Linked DNA regions of Mus musculus: region 2 is linked to region 1. Evidence: chromatin contacts called from public HiChIP or PLAC-seq data. All regions are on one chromosome and are shown on one strand. The core of a region is the stretch at or near the end of the contact, and the rest is flanking DNA. Distances in the headings are between cores, read along the strand shown.

Region 1 (6,940 bases), core at 1,569-4,068:
AGAAAAGCTTGTGTGTAAGCTAGCTGTTTCATCAGCAGGATTTTATCCCTAGCATTTCAGATTCCTGTCCGCTGTTAGGCAGAAAGCTCACACACTAAGGGGTCGAGGTTGTTTTCAGAGGTAGACATTTTCCCGTGGCTGCTGTGTCTGTCTGGGCCCGAGTGAAGGATTGATCTTAGGGAAGGATGGCTGCCTGTCGGTCACATTGGCTACACGAGCGGTGATGAACAGTTCCGACTCTGTCACATCTCAGAGCAAACTCATTCTGCCAGCCTCTGAGGCTGTCAAGGACTTGGGCAGAATGAACGGCTCGGATAGTGACTCACTGTGTCTCCCTGCCTAAATAGAAATATGTGTTTGCAAAAGAGAAACATCTCCTTTTGGGAGACTGTTTCTCAGCAGATTCAACAGCAGCGTTTCCCTTTCAGCCTGGGACTCTTCCTCCCACGGACAGGCTTGTTCAGGTGACTGCGGTCTTGCTGATGCTGCCTAAATTTAAGCTCTTTTCCACATGAATTCAATCCAGTTCACCTTTCAAAGCTTGCCTAATGCTTTCGAAAAGAACTCCCTTAGCTATCGCAGGCCTTTCTTCATCACCAGGTGCCCTGTGCATAGCACAAACGTGTTCAGGAATGAGAGGGAAGGTCAGAGGAGGGGCCGGGAGAGAGGCTTGGGAGCGGGTGGGTAAAGCTTCATGCGTACATGTTCATGTGCTGGGGCATGCTAGGGTGTAACCTCAGTGATGGGTGTTTTTCCCGTGTGACTTTGTGTTCTTCACCTCACCAAGCACACTAAAACTCTTAGAAAACACCTTCTCATAGCTTTCGGACTCTTGAGCCTTGCTAGTGTGATCACGGAATAGCTCTTTTCTTGATAAAATAAGGCTCTGGTCCATGGAACCTAGCACCCTGTTATTTCTGTGAAAAAAAAATTTGTCTCCTATGAAAATGGAGTAATGGCAAAGCCTGATTCAGAAAATGTAAAATAGATCGAAGGGTCCTGAACACAGGGTGAGCTTTTACAATCCTTGCTCAGAAAGTCACCTCGCCATCGCCACCATTGATAGGTCATGCCTGTCAAGCTTCTCCCATGCACCAGGCAGAATCTATTTGCATCTGTTAAGGTGAGGAGCCTGTGACTGGAACTTGGCGTGTGGCATTCTAACTGTCATCACCATTGTTGTTTGTGACCAGAGAACTAAGCTGTTAGTTCCTCCGTTTGTGCAAAGAGCGCTGCTTTCAGTATGCTGGAAGGTGATATCATGGGGCCTTTGACACCCTCAAACAAATTCCAGGAAACGGGTTTGTAGTCTTTGGACACCCCCTGTAGCTATTCTATTCCAGTGGGTTTTTTGTTTAATCTATGGAATAAAGATATACAGATACAATAAATTAGCAAATGTCCACTCATCGCAGTAGTCTCCAGATGAACCCCCAACAATCTCAGGGGCTCTAGCAGGGGCCCTACTCTTAGACCAGGGAAGAATGAGATGGGCCTGTCAAGTCACCGTAACGCCACCACGATGTGCTCTGTCCTCGAGCTTATTCTTGACTTCTGTCCAACATTTGCTTTTGGAATTATAGCATATGAGCTAAGTGAGATGACTCTGTCTGTAATCCAGGCAGTCAGGAGGCTGAGACAGGAAGGTCTCCTGGTGGAGGCCACACAGGGCTACATCCTCTGTCACAAAATAAGCAAATGGAATTAGTTGTGTGCTCTGAGGTGGAGGTGGCCCATGGGCTAAAAAGGTAGTCAGGGTTGATGGTTGGTCCAGCCTTGGCTCTCAGGCTCCAGAGGAATTGTGCACGAGGGCCAGTATACCAGCGCTGCTCTCTGTAATATGACTTGGGTATTTATTTAGTCTAACATTTCCATACAAGTCCCTATGGACTGGAATAGACCTAGCCTACTTTCCTAGAGGCCTTTGCCCAGAGCTCATATTAACAGATTGTCTACTATTTTTCTTCTGTTGTATTGGACATTTTATACATGCTTTCAGACTTTATACTTTGACCAGACCTTATGTGTTAGGCACTGTTAGCCAACTTCGCACATGAAGAACTTGAGGTTAACAGAGGTTAGTAAGCCAGTCACATAGTTAGAGGATATGGGTGCAGGTTGTGTTCATCTCTCTCTCCTCTTCTCCCCTGCTTCTACAGTACACCATTTTATAGAATGGTGCCATCGGCCACACTGCAACTGGAGGCAAACCCTTCAACATGCTTTTCAGTCTAAAATTGCTTTCCTAAAACTCAAGAGGCTTTCTTTGCAATCTAGCGGTGTGTTTGTGTTGGGGCACTCAAGGGTTACAGAATTCTCCACTGTGGTGCTGTCCTATACCCTGAAGGACGTTTAGCAGCACCCTGGCCTCTACTCTCTAGAATACCTGATGCCAATAGCACACACATGCCCATACCCTGCAACAGCTGGGTCAGAAATGCCTTCAGAGCGGCCCGCCGAGGAACAGAGCCACCTCTAAGACATCTGGAACTGCACCAACATGGAAGTCAGAGTCAGGGGCAGGCCAGTGTTCTATGAGGAACACTTTGCTGACTCCTGTATCCAGGGCAGCTCGCAGACTAGGGAGGGAGCTGAGGCGCTTGACAGTGATTTTACTTCTGATTTACTGGCCCACGTCTGAAACACTGGCTTTGCTTAGTTTGCTTACTCAGTGGCCTTTAAGGGAAGGTCATCAATTCCCTCCCCCCGCACCCCCCCCCCACCCCGGCACATGGCTCAGCATTTCCTCACACCGTTTTGAATGAGCCGAATTGCCGTGCTGCTGTCCCCAGACTTGCATAACAGCAGAAAGCTTTATATAGTGTGTCTGGGATGAGTCACAGCATTAATCCAGGAGGCCAGACAGTAATAACCCATCAGTTTAGGTGGTGTAAAAGGCCCTGATTAGTTCCAGAAGAATGAGAGGACGCACTAGCCCTTCTGGTTCCATGGTGGTGGTTTGCTGTAGGGGGCATTCTCCTGCTCGCTATTCTAGGGAGGGCAATGGTGTGAAATGCATGAATCACATGTCCCAAAGTCCGTGTACTGAACCTACCTACATTCTGTCTCTTGCAGATGAGCACAGTATAAACACGAATTTCTCTCTGGCGACATTTTTTTCCCATCTGTGATTCCTTCCTGCTACTGTTCCTTCATATGCAGTATTTCTAGGGAAATGCAAGAAAGAAAGAGCATCACATTTGCTGAGCACTGCTGGTAGAAAGTGGATATTTCTCTAATTAGAAACCTGTTACTCTGAAGGACTTCATGCATCTTACTGAAGGTGAAATGGAAAGTCACTTAACACAAAATGGATTTTGTAAACAAAGACCAAGAGATCCACCCAAGCACCAGGACTAGAGTGCGAGTATTTGGGGCAAGGTGAGGAGAACGGTCACTTTAGTAATGGTCTGTAATCAGTGCCCAAGTGCTGCACATCACTGGAAAGAGACATACTTATGGGGGAGGGGCCTTCTTGATGGAGGAATGTTTCTGTCCCGGGAGACATTGGCACTTCCCCTCTCCTGGATGGCCGGAAGTCTTCCACTGTTTTACATATGGCACAGTTCAAAGTCAACTTTAGATCCAATGCTCTATCAAACTATAGTGGGCATCCTTCATGTGAGTGGGAAGAAAACAACCGTGCTCCTTACTGCAGCTTCTGCCAAGGCATGGTTGCTCTCCTCAGGGACTAGCTTTGTTGGTGGCAATGGCTACACAAAACTAAACACCAACAGAAGTAAGACCATTTTCATGAGTACTCCATCAAGTTAAAGGGTTTTTGTTGTCTTTTTGGTCATGGATTGAATAAAATTGTCTTTGCACATCCATTAAGGGGGCCAGCTTTCTTAAAGCAATTTTTCTTTTTTTTTAACTAAAATTAGATATAGGTGAACTCATGTTTTTTAGTGGGCTGAACTTATCGGTTTTAGCTGGTTGTCTTAATTAGCCATAAACTTGGAGAAAGCAGTGACTTCTTGAATCCTTAGCCAAATATGAGTATCAGATAATTTTATTATTTTTTTTTCGAGACAGGGTTTCTCTGTGTAGCCCTGGCTATTCTGGAACTCACTCTGTAGATCAGGCTGGCCTGGAACTCAGAAATCCGCCTGTCTCTGCCTCCCGAGTGCTGGGATTAAAGGTGTGCACCACCAATGCCTGGTGAGATAACTTTAAAGAACTCCCTATAAATGCATGAGAACCACTGTTACTGATGAATGTGGTTTTTTGACAACTACATTCACAAATGGCCTGTCTTGTGTTTTGTCACCGTTTTGAGGGATGATGTTTTGTGGCACGTGTGTGATCACAGCCTGATGGTTCTGGTCGTGGGTTGGTTCTTCTGGGCCAGCTTTCACAGACTGCTGCGCAGCTGCACCTACAGTGCTGCCCCATAATACTGTTTCACTTTGGTGAAGATCAGCCCACCTTACACCCCGAGTGCAGGTGTGAACCACGGTAAGTGTGCACAGTCCTTAGGGAAAACAGGGACGCAGAGGCCTGCCTCCTCTCTTTTCCATGCCAAAATGAAATGACCAAGAAACAAAACATTTAAAAAGTTGTTTCTAAATGCTGAGACCTAACCATTGCTTATATACTGTTGTCTGTTGAAACAGTTTGTTACAATTTCATTCTGTTGAACTAGGTGAGACTTTAAGAAATGTTGAAATTATGTTAATTTCCTATTATTATTTAATATAAAGATATTTAAAATGTCTAGTGTTATGAGTTGGTTTAATATATATCTCATGTATGTATCAGTCCTATTTTAAGCGCTTTTTAAAAAAGACTTGTTTAGGTATATATTTTATGTATATGGGTGTTTTATCTGAATGTATGGACACCAGAAGAGAGCACTGGGTCCCATGAGACTACAGTCAAATGGGATCACAGTCAGATGCAATTTTGAGCTGCCATGTGGGTGCTGGGATTTGAACTCAGGGCCTCTGGAAGAACAGCCAGTGCTTTTAACTGCTGAACCATCTCTTGGGACGCCTATGGGTCCTATTTTAAAGGAAGACCGATATTTCCCAAGTGTCACCCTTGCTTACTCTACTGCAGACACAGGAACTATGGCAGTTTAAGGTAGGTCAGCGGGCAGGCCCAGCGGTGAGGCCTCTCTGAGGTAGAGGCCTGGGGATCAGGCGTTTAGTCATTCAAGGCCGGCAGGGCTCCATGGGATCACATCCAAGTCAGGGCAAGACATCCACTTACACTTTCAGGTAGCTGCCTGTTAGACGTCACCAAGCATGTCCTAGCTTAAGTATGACGAGGATGGCATTTTCTAAGTACAGAGCATATATGTAGCACTTGGGATAAGCTGATCTAGGGACTTCCTGAGGCGGCAGAGCTTAAAGTGGACTCCATTGACTGCTTGGAGACTACTGTGGAATGAAGGCATGTCTCAGTAAACAGAACAAACCTGTGGCATCTGTCTGCCTCAGGGAGGCATCAGACAAAGCTGGAAAGGATTTAGAAAATTCTTTTACCTACTCTGGGAGCTGGGAGGCTGTCCTTCATCCCGAGGGCATTATTTATCTGAAGGCATCTTTTGTTTAAGATTCATTCATTTGTTCCTCAAATATGTTCAGTGCCTGCCTTGCACCAGGCACTATTCTAGATGCGTTGAAGGCACTAATAAAAGAAATGCCTCACAGTTGTAAGCGTAAGATGTTCTAAGACACTGGGCCATATGCTCAACATAGTCACTTTACCCATGAAAGCTTTGTAGGGATCTTGTGAAGCAAAAACAGCCAAAAGGGAGCTGGGGAGCTGGGTCAGCAGCTCAGAGCACTTGTTGCTCTTGCAGTAGATTCAGGCTCAGCAGTCCCGCACCCACAAGGATTCACGGTGGCTCACAATCATTTATAACTCCTGCTCCAGGGGATCTGATGCCTTCTTCTGACCTCCATGGGCACCAGGCACTCACATGGACATACACACACAAATGCAAAAAACAATGGCCTTAATGACTACTAAGCCTAGACTCTCTTTTTTTTTTAGATTTATTTATTTATTTATTTATTATATGTGTGTACACTGTAGCTGTCTTCAGACACTCCAGAAGATGGCATCAGATTTTGTTACGGATGGTTGTGAGCCACCATGTGGTTGCTGGGATTTGAACTCGGGAACTTTGGAAGAGCAGTCGGCGCTCTTAACCACTGAGCCATCTTGCCAGCCCCGCCTAGACTCTTCTAACCCCAAACACATACACACCTGCTAACTTATGAACTCAGTCCTTTCACACGCAGAAGCACCTAAGTGCCACCCAGTAAGTACATCTGTGGGCCATTTCCTTCAACGTCCATGGATTATGAACTTACTCATATAAAATCAACCTAACCTTCTAAAAGATACCACAAAAAGAGAATGATCAATATATTAACAAATGTAACTTTTCACTACTGGGGTTATCTGTGTGCTCCATCTGCAGATAAACATGTGTGCGGTAGGAGCTGACTTAGGTTTCAGAACTTAACAATGCAGCCGTCATGCCTGGCCCCAAAACTCACCTGAGAGGCTTTAGCCAGTTATGAGTAAGCTAATATGCGTAAGTGAAGATGTTAGCTGTAACTCTGTGTTAGGGGTCAGGGAGACAATATGGGAGTAAGAGTTCCATACTGTGGTCCGCTCTTGGATCCCATCTTCATCAGTAAAAGCATGGGTTAGAATTCCACATGCCATTTCAAATTCTAAATATCAGTAATAGAGATGGCCTGACAGAGCTCCTAAAACCAAGCAGCTTTGTGGAATATAACTTCTATAAGATGAAGATGGGGTTGGTATGGCGTGCACATAACTGCTGTGGAGTTAAAAGCTAACTTTACACCCAAGAGGAAATGTTTCGCCAAGAACAGGGCTTTTGGGTATTGATTGAAAGCATGTGAAGAATTCGGGGGGAGCTCCAGCCAGTGCAACTCAGATCCCAGTGTGATCG
Region 2 (6,603 bases), core at 583-3,082, 640 kb after region 1:
GTGAACAGGGGACCAAATGAGGCTTTTGTCTCATCTCTGTGTCATGCTCAGATAAACACAGTTCATTCCTGACCCTGAGAAGACTCCCCCCACCCCACCCCCGCCCCCAAATACTGCTGACTGAGATGTTGCTGGTTTGGGGAAGGAGTTGCTTGACAGCCTTAAACTTGCCCATCCCAGAGGGTCAAACCACCAATGGCCACACCGCCTGCTACTCTTTTTTCTCTTTTGCAGAAGAGAACAGGCCTACAAGAGCTGGCAATCTGTCAGTTCCCCAGCCCCCACACCTGCTTACAGAGCTATTCAGAGGAATGCAGACAGAGGGGGCCTGAAATAGAAGTATCTAAAGCAGCTCAAATGGAAAGTATTTGTTTAATAAATTCTGGCATTACTTCATGAACAATTGCCTGGGCTTGTTCTATTGTTTAGAGGCACATATCAACCCATAAAATGTTGACATATATCCAGTCCAGTTGCCCAACCCGCCTTTGTATCCAAGGGTCTCCACTGGTAACAACAGAAAACAAGCTTCCTTCATTTAGCTCACCAAAGCCAGGTAGTAAAGGGCATGAAAAAATATATAGTCTATGGAGATTTTGTATAATTCATGTATTCTCTTCTCACACTGGTGGTCAAGATTTTACTGAATTCTACAGTAGTCCTCAGGTTTAAAAAGTTCAATAAAGATATTGAAGTGTTTTATATTATTTTCTATCATAAAGTTCCATCCTCCCAAATTTAAAAAAAAAAAAAAGAAGGTGGGGCGAGTTATATAAAAGACGACAGAATGCCCAGTGACACAGACTTAGAAACCATTTCCTATGTTGAAGAACTCAAGCTGTCATGCTGGGCAGCGTCAATTCAGGCAACTTACTCCAGCTCTCTGTGACAGCTTCATCCCAGTAGAACAATGGCTCTAACCTTACAGAATTCTTATAGGGGTAACAAAGTCAAGTCCATGCAGCCTCAGTGAGCACTGCTTGCTGGTGTTACTGCTACGACTCAAGAAGCCTGGCTTTTTCTAGCCATTTCCACACATAGAATCACAATCAGTGTTTGTCATGACCATATTTTTATAGTAGAATAAAGGGAGAGTTCGCCTAATTCCAAGCCCATAACCAAAGCAAAACATTAGATAAATGGTTTAGCTGAGAAGCCAAACACTGCTCTGAAATAAGTGGGTCAGAGCGTGGACACACAGAAGGAAGCGTCAGTGGCCCTCGGGAGCATGTAGCTCAGTGTGCTCTGGTGCAGAGAGCATATATTATTTATTAACAAGAAACCCATCAATAAGTAAGAGGGTCAATACCATATACTCAGGTTAGGAATCTGAGCACTCTCATCCTGTTTGCTTTTCTATACTTCAATGATTTCCTGCAAAGACCATTTTAATACTGTAATAAAAATAAGGCAAGGCTGCAAGGTGTTTGTTTGGACCTAAGAGAACATAAGAGTCAGTAAAAGGCCTGCTGTTTATTCTGAGGGAACCAGAGGAAGCACGGAGGCAGGTGTCCTGCAGCCACCGTGGCCTGACCTCTTACCTTGTTTTCCATGTTCTGTTTTATAACTTCCTGCACCAGCACATCCGCCAGGGTCTTGAAATCTGCAGCAAACTTCTTGTTCTTCTCTGCACCTTTCTTCTCCTCAATGAGCAGCTGGAAGAGGGTCTCCTGCTGCCTGCACGCCCTGGCGATGTTAGCAGCCTTCTCGGAGACACAGAGCAGCTCCAGGAGGATGTCTGACATTTCTAAAGCCTGCTTCTTTCTCAGCCTCACCCACCCTCTGGCTCACAGCTGCAAGAACACAAGAATATGAAAGAGAAAGCAGTTCAGGGATGATGTCAGGGCGTCTCTCCCACTAACACATAGCTGGCAGCAACCTGTCAGGGAAGCTGACCTGCTAGTGAGTCACCGCACATTTTCAGCGTGCAAGACTGCAGTTACAATCTAAAGATTGAAACAAACGTATTTCTCAAAAGTCTTGTAAACCAATTACACTCTTAAAGAAACTGAATGTTCAGTGAAAGAAAAAGAAAAAGCCTTGAATTAGAATTTATGTTACAGGGCCATAGCAAGACAGAGTGTCACGACGTCCGAGGAAAGGCAGATTGCTACAAGGTCCTTAATCATGACACAGCTTTATCTCAATTACATTGACGTAATTCTCTTCTCTGTGAGAATGGTGAGGGATGACAATCATGCTGCCAGATCCATGTGCTAAGTGGATGAGCAGCAGGCATTGTGTCTTCCAGACTCTGAGGCCGGTCTTGGGCAAGCACTATAAAGCAGCTCACAGCCAACTCCACTCAAACATTCCAGGGACATATTCCATCTGCCACCAAGTAGCAGCCTACACACCAAAGCAAGGGGACTTACACCTTGTTGGACTTGAGAAGTTCTGTCTTCTAAGAACCATGTAGTATGCCTACATCATTATTTCTATTCTTTATTTCTTCTCTCTCTCTCTCTCTCCCTCTCTCTCTCTCTCTCTCTTTCTTTCTTTCTTTCTAGACCTGGCTGTCCTGGAACTCATTCTGTAGACCAGGGTAGCCTGGAACTCAAAAGATTCGTCTGCGTCTGCCTCCCAAATGCTAGGGCTAAAGGTGTGTGCACCACACCTGGCTCCTATCTACTGGTGCTGCCTCAAAATGCTTCTGTGGTCCTCTTCCTGTTCAAAGCCTGAGTCGTTCTGCTTCCTCTGTCGTGAGATTACCCTGCCCTGTGTGACATACAGTTTGGAAACGGAAGCTTAGAGGGTTGAGCAACTTCTAAAAAAGGTTACACAAGACTAAAACATGGGGCTCAGAACTGCCCCCACACACCCCACATCAGGTTTCTTTATTATCACAACAGTTTCCTCTATGAAAAGAAGCTTGAGGCTGGGAACCACTCAGCTGTGAAAACACTGATGTGGGGGTGTGGCAAACTGTTAGAGCCTGCTTGTCTTAAGTCTGTTCAAAAAACAATTTTTTTTTCTTCCTGAGGAAATATGTTCCTCAACAGAAATAAAGGAAAGATGACCAACACGGAGAGATGTCCCTTGTCACAACTGCAGTTGCTTTACTGCCAGTGGTCGTCTCTGGAAGGCAGTAGTAGACAGGTGCTAACTCCCTGACACTGGAAACACACAGGCTTCCAGGGAGCTGCTGTCATAACTGTACCAAATCCCACCCAGGGCCCTCTTTCCTCAGTCAGTAACCTTAAGTCTTTCCCTAATCTCTGGTAAGAAAATAAGAGTTAAAATATCTTCATACAAGGTAGATTAAAATTATTTAAAGTAGCAAAGATGTTAAATAAACATGTTTTGTTTTGCTTTTGGGGCAGGTTCGCTCTCACGTTGTCAGATCTACTAGATAATATAGAAGAATTCAAGCAAACAGGGCTCCTTAAAAGCCCTTTATTCTTTATTTCAGATTCAAACCTGTTAGAAGATTCATGTACTTTGTTCTGGACCTATACATTAAGAAAAGTGGCATTCATAGAGCCAAGCCACTTGAACTCAGAAATAATTTACTGCATCCATTATATAAATACTAGCCACAAATGATGTCATAGAACAACACAGAGATGCATGCATAGTCTCACTGTAGCACATGAGCCACAAGAGTAGAAAGGTGGTGACCATAACTTGATTTATTAGCAAACATTCTGCATTATTGTAAGAGCAAAGAGCCAATGAACCAAGGGTATATAATGTAAGTTCCTTCTCATTTGGAAGAAGCATGGTGACACAAAGGAATACACTCCGGACTTGAGCAAGTTATCACATTCAACAGCATTAAATCTAATCTTTATCCCTCCCCCCATCTTTTTTTTTTTTTAATCTGAAAAAATACTGTAAGCTTCGGGTAAGAAAATACTGGGTAAGTTTCCACCCAGCCACCCCAGGGAACCCAGAGTTCCCCCACTTTGGTCCTGACTTCTCCTAGTAATGGTCATTTCCCTGCCTGAGCGGATATTACAAGTACAGGATGTAGCAGGTATAGGAACCTGGGCCACGAGGCGAGAATGCTCAGCTGTGAGCTGCACACTGATGCTCCAGAGGTCTGGGCTCTAGACGTTCATAGTTCCACTTCTGAGTTTTCAGGTCCTGAGTCACCCTGCTGTGTCAACTGTACCCTCTTTTTCTTCTGGCCCAGGATACCACTGTCACATTTTGTCAGACTCCAAGTTCCTTGTCCAGTTTCAGTTGAGACTTTCTCCAGCCAGCATAACCAACACGGCACTTCTCCAGCTCACTTCCTTTCTCTGGGGCCCCAGGTCTCCAGAAAACAACCTACATACAGAACTTTCTGAATTTCCAGCAGTGCTCCAAGTCTGTAGTGCTCCACGTCTGTAGTGCTCCATGTCTGTAGTGCTCCAAGTCTGTAGTCCTTGCTTGGGAAAGATGAAAGCAGGTGGGTAGTTTTCGGCCAGCTGGGATAACATAGCAAGTTCTTTGTCTCCGTGTACAACTTTCTAATTAGATGGTTGACCTACTACTTGCTGGGAGGAAAGCTCATTTCTTCTCCCAAACTCACCCTTAAGGGTTTCTGTAAACTCCATTTTTATCTCTGCCCATTTATCTTAAGTTCATTCAAGCAAGTAAGAAAATAGCCTTGGGCATTTAACCCATACCTGGAATTCTTGCGACGAGTTGTATATGAAAAGAATTGGGGGCAACACTGGCACAAATTTCTTCAGGTTTCTATGGAAATTATCTTTCAAATAACTTTAAAACGCAAATGTAATTTATTTGCCTTACTCACTCTATACAGCCTCTGTTGGTAGGAGCCTTAGTGAAACCTTACAGGGAAGATGACTCACATTCAGGGTTAGGCAAGTTTGTTGTTGGTAGTGGTTGCTTTTATTTTTAGGTAGGTGTGTAGGTGTGTGTGTGTACACGTGTACATATGCACGTGTATGCACTTGTGTTATTAGAGTAAAGGCATAAGCATGCCTGATAAATACTCTATACCAAGCTACACTCCTGGCTTTTGGATTTTTGTGAGTGACTCACCTTGTAGCTCAAGCTAGCCTTGAGCTCAGTTTGTCACTAATGGCAGTTGGTTTCCCTCTTACTCTCAGGAAAGCCCTTTCCTCAGCTGATTGTTCTCACTGTCAAGTGCCTTACTAGGGACCTGTTTACTGTACAGTGATGTCCCTCTAAACCAACTGCATGGTAATGGTGGTGCGCATAGACAGAGGCTTCCATCGTGACAAATCCCTAATTCTTCTTGTATTCAATTTGCTGTTAAAGACTGGGTGGCCTCCAGGTCAGAAATGTGTTTCCTCACCATCCTCTGTGTCCTCAGCTGGCCTCTCCTTTGTGGGCATTCGACTCTGACATGTCTCCCTCTTCTTATAATGACTTAGTCAGACTGAACTAGGACCCACCCATGTGACCTCATGCCACCTCTAGAGAGCTCCTTCCTCCAAACAGTCATTTCTCAGTGTTCTTAGAGACTTGACTTTCCACAGACACCAAAATACATGTGTGCTCAGGTCTTCGTGTAAGATGGCTCAATATTTGCATAGAACTTAGGCACATCCCCTGACACTTTAAATCATCTCTTGCTACATCCACTCCAGTAGTGACATGCATGACAGGTCAAAAGCCTGGATGCAGTCCTGAGGCGAAAAGTTCACAGAAACTTAGTCTCCTGGAACTGTGGCATCCCATAGCATGTATGCTCCAATTTTGTCCTTGCATCAGTCAGAGTATGGGTCTGTCTGCTTTCTTTCAGTATTGTTTTATTATAGGAATCTCCAAGCAATGACTTGTCAAATACCTAAGCAAAATTGAACTTTGCTTCCTGGCCTTCACCAGTGCCCTAGTAGTCCTTGAGCTGACCATGGGCTTGGAATTCAGTAAGAATGTTGCCTATTCAGTAACATTCATAATTGCCTCTAGTATTGTAAGAGAGATAGTGAAAGAAATCAGGCATTACTATCTACTATATAGCGTTAGAAATCTCAGGGCAAGCTTAGCAAAGTAAGTTTAGAATTCTTATTATAGTTATGTATGGCAGACTACATTACTTATTAGTAAAATAGCCCCCCCCCCACACACACACTATCACTTAGAATAAAAGCCAAGTCACTCCCATATACAGGAATTTACAATGGTTTAGGAAGTAGATTGGGCTATGGTTTTACAGCATTGCATTCTTCATGAGAAGGTTAGCTAGAGTGGAGCTCCCTAATTAGAACCACGACTTGAGAAAGTCCTTGCCCCCGGGAGTGTAAAGGCCTCACACCTGGCTTCTAAGACTATAGCTGACCTTAGATAGAGCTGACTTTGTCTCAGTTGTTTTATTGCCCAGTTCCTGCCAGTCTGTGTATGCATTCCTCTGTTTTGTGTTAGAGTCATTAAGCATCCGGTATCCTCATTGTACCTTGCCGATGTGTCACCTAACTTCCCTATTTTCTTTTGTATAAAAAGTTTTGATACTTAATTTGACAGTTTACATTCAGATTCAGCTCTCTCTTGAGTCCGTGTCTGTCAATTCTCACCGACCCTTGCTCACCTGCAACCAGAAACCCATTCTCTACAGATCGGAGACCCAATAGAGGTTAGTCTGTGGCAATCTCTGGATTACTAACAAAATCTAGCTCACTGTAA

Evidence for each region. HiChIP or PLAC-seq counts read pairs in DNA pulled down with a chosen protein or histone mark.
Region 2: an H3K4me3 HiChIP or PLAC-seq map of bone marrow-derived macrophages shows a contact between it and region 1, with 8 times the contacts expected there. The contact joins two enhancer-like sites. A contact is called at or near these places in 1 of 115 datasets of contacts at active chromatin or transcription factors (bone marrow-derived macrophages) and 1 of 9 other capture datasets (liver).

The regions. Positions count from the first base shown.
Region 1 is chr1:52,156,208-52,163,147 of GRCm38.p6, forward strand. Stat1 (signal transducer and activator of transcription 1) reads left to right here. Exons shown (of 25, transcript NM_009283.4): 25 at 3,076-5,658. The coding sequence ends at 3,090. Among named protein-coding and RNA genes, the nearest start is that of Stat1, 40 kb to the left of the region's middle. Within about 2 kb of position 2,819, at least 36 of the 459 cell types and tissues checked have an H3K27ac peak or open chromatin away from gene starts, as enhancers often do. A contact at or near this core is called in bone marrow-derived macrophages and liver, where this site is marked.
Region 2 is chr1:52,797,744-52,804,346 of GRCm38.p6, forward strand. Inpp1 (inositol polyphosphate-1-phosphatase) reads right to left here. Exons shown (of 6, transcript NM_008384.2): 2 at 1,542-1,793. The coding sequence starts at 1,745. Among named protein-coding and RNA genes, the nearest start is that of Inpp1, 17 kb to the right of the region's middle. Within about 2 kb of position 1,833, at least 252 of the 459 cell types and tissues checked have an H3K27ac peak or open chromatin away from gene starts, as enhancers often do. A contact at or near this core is called in bone marrow-derived macrophages and liver, where this site is marked.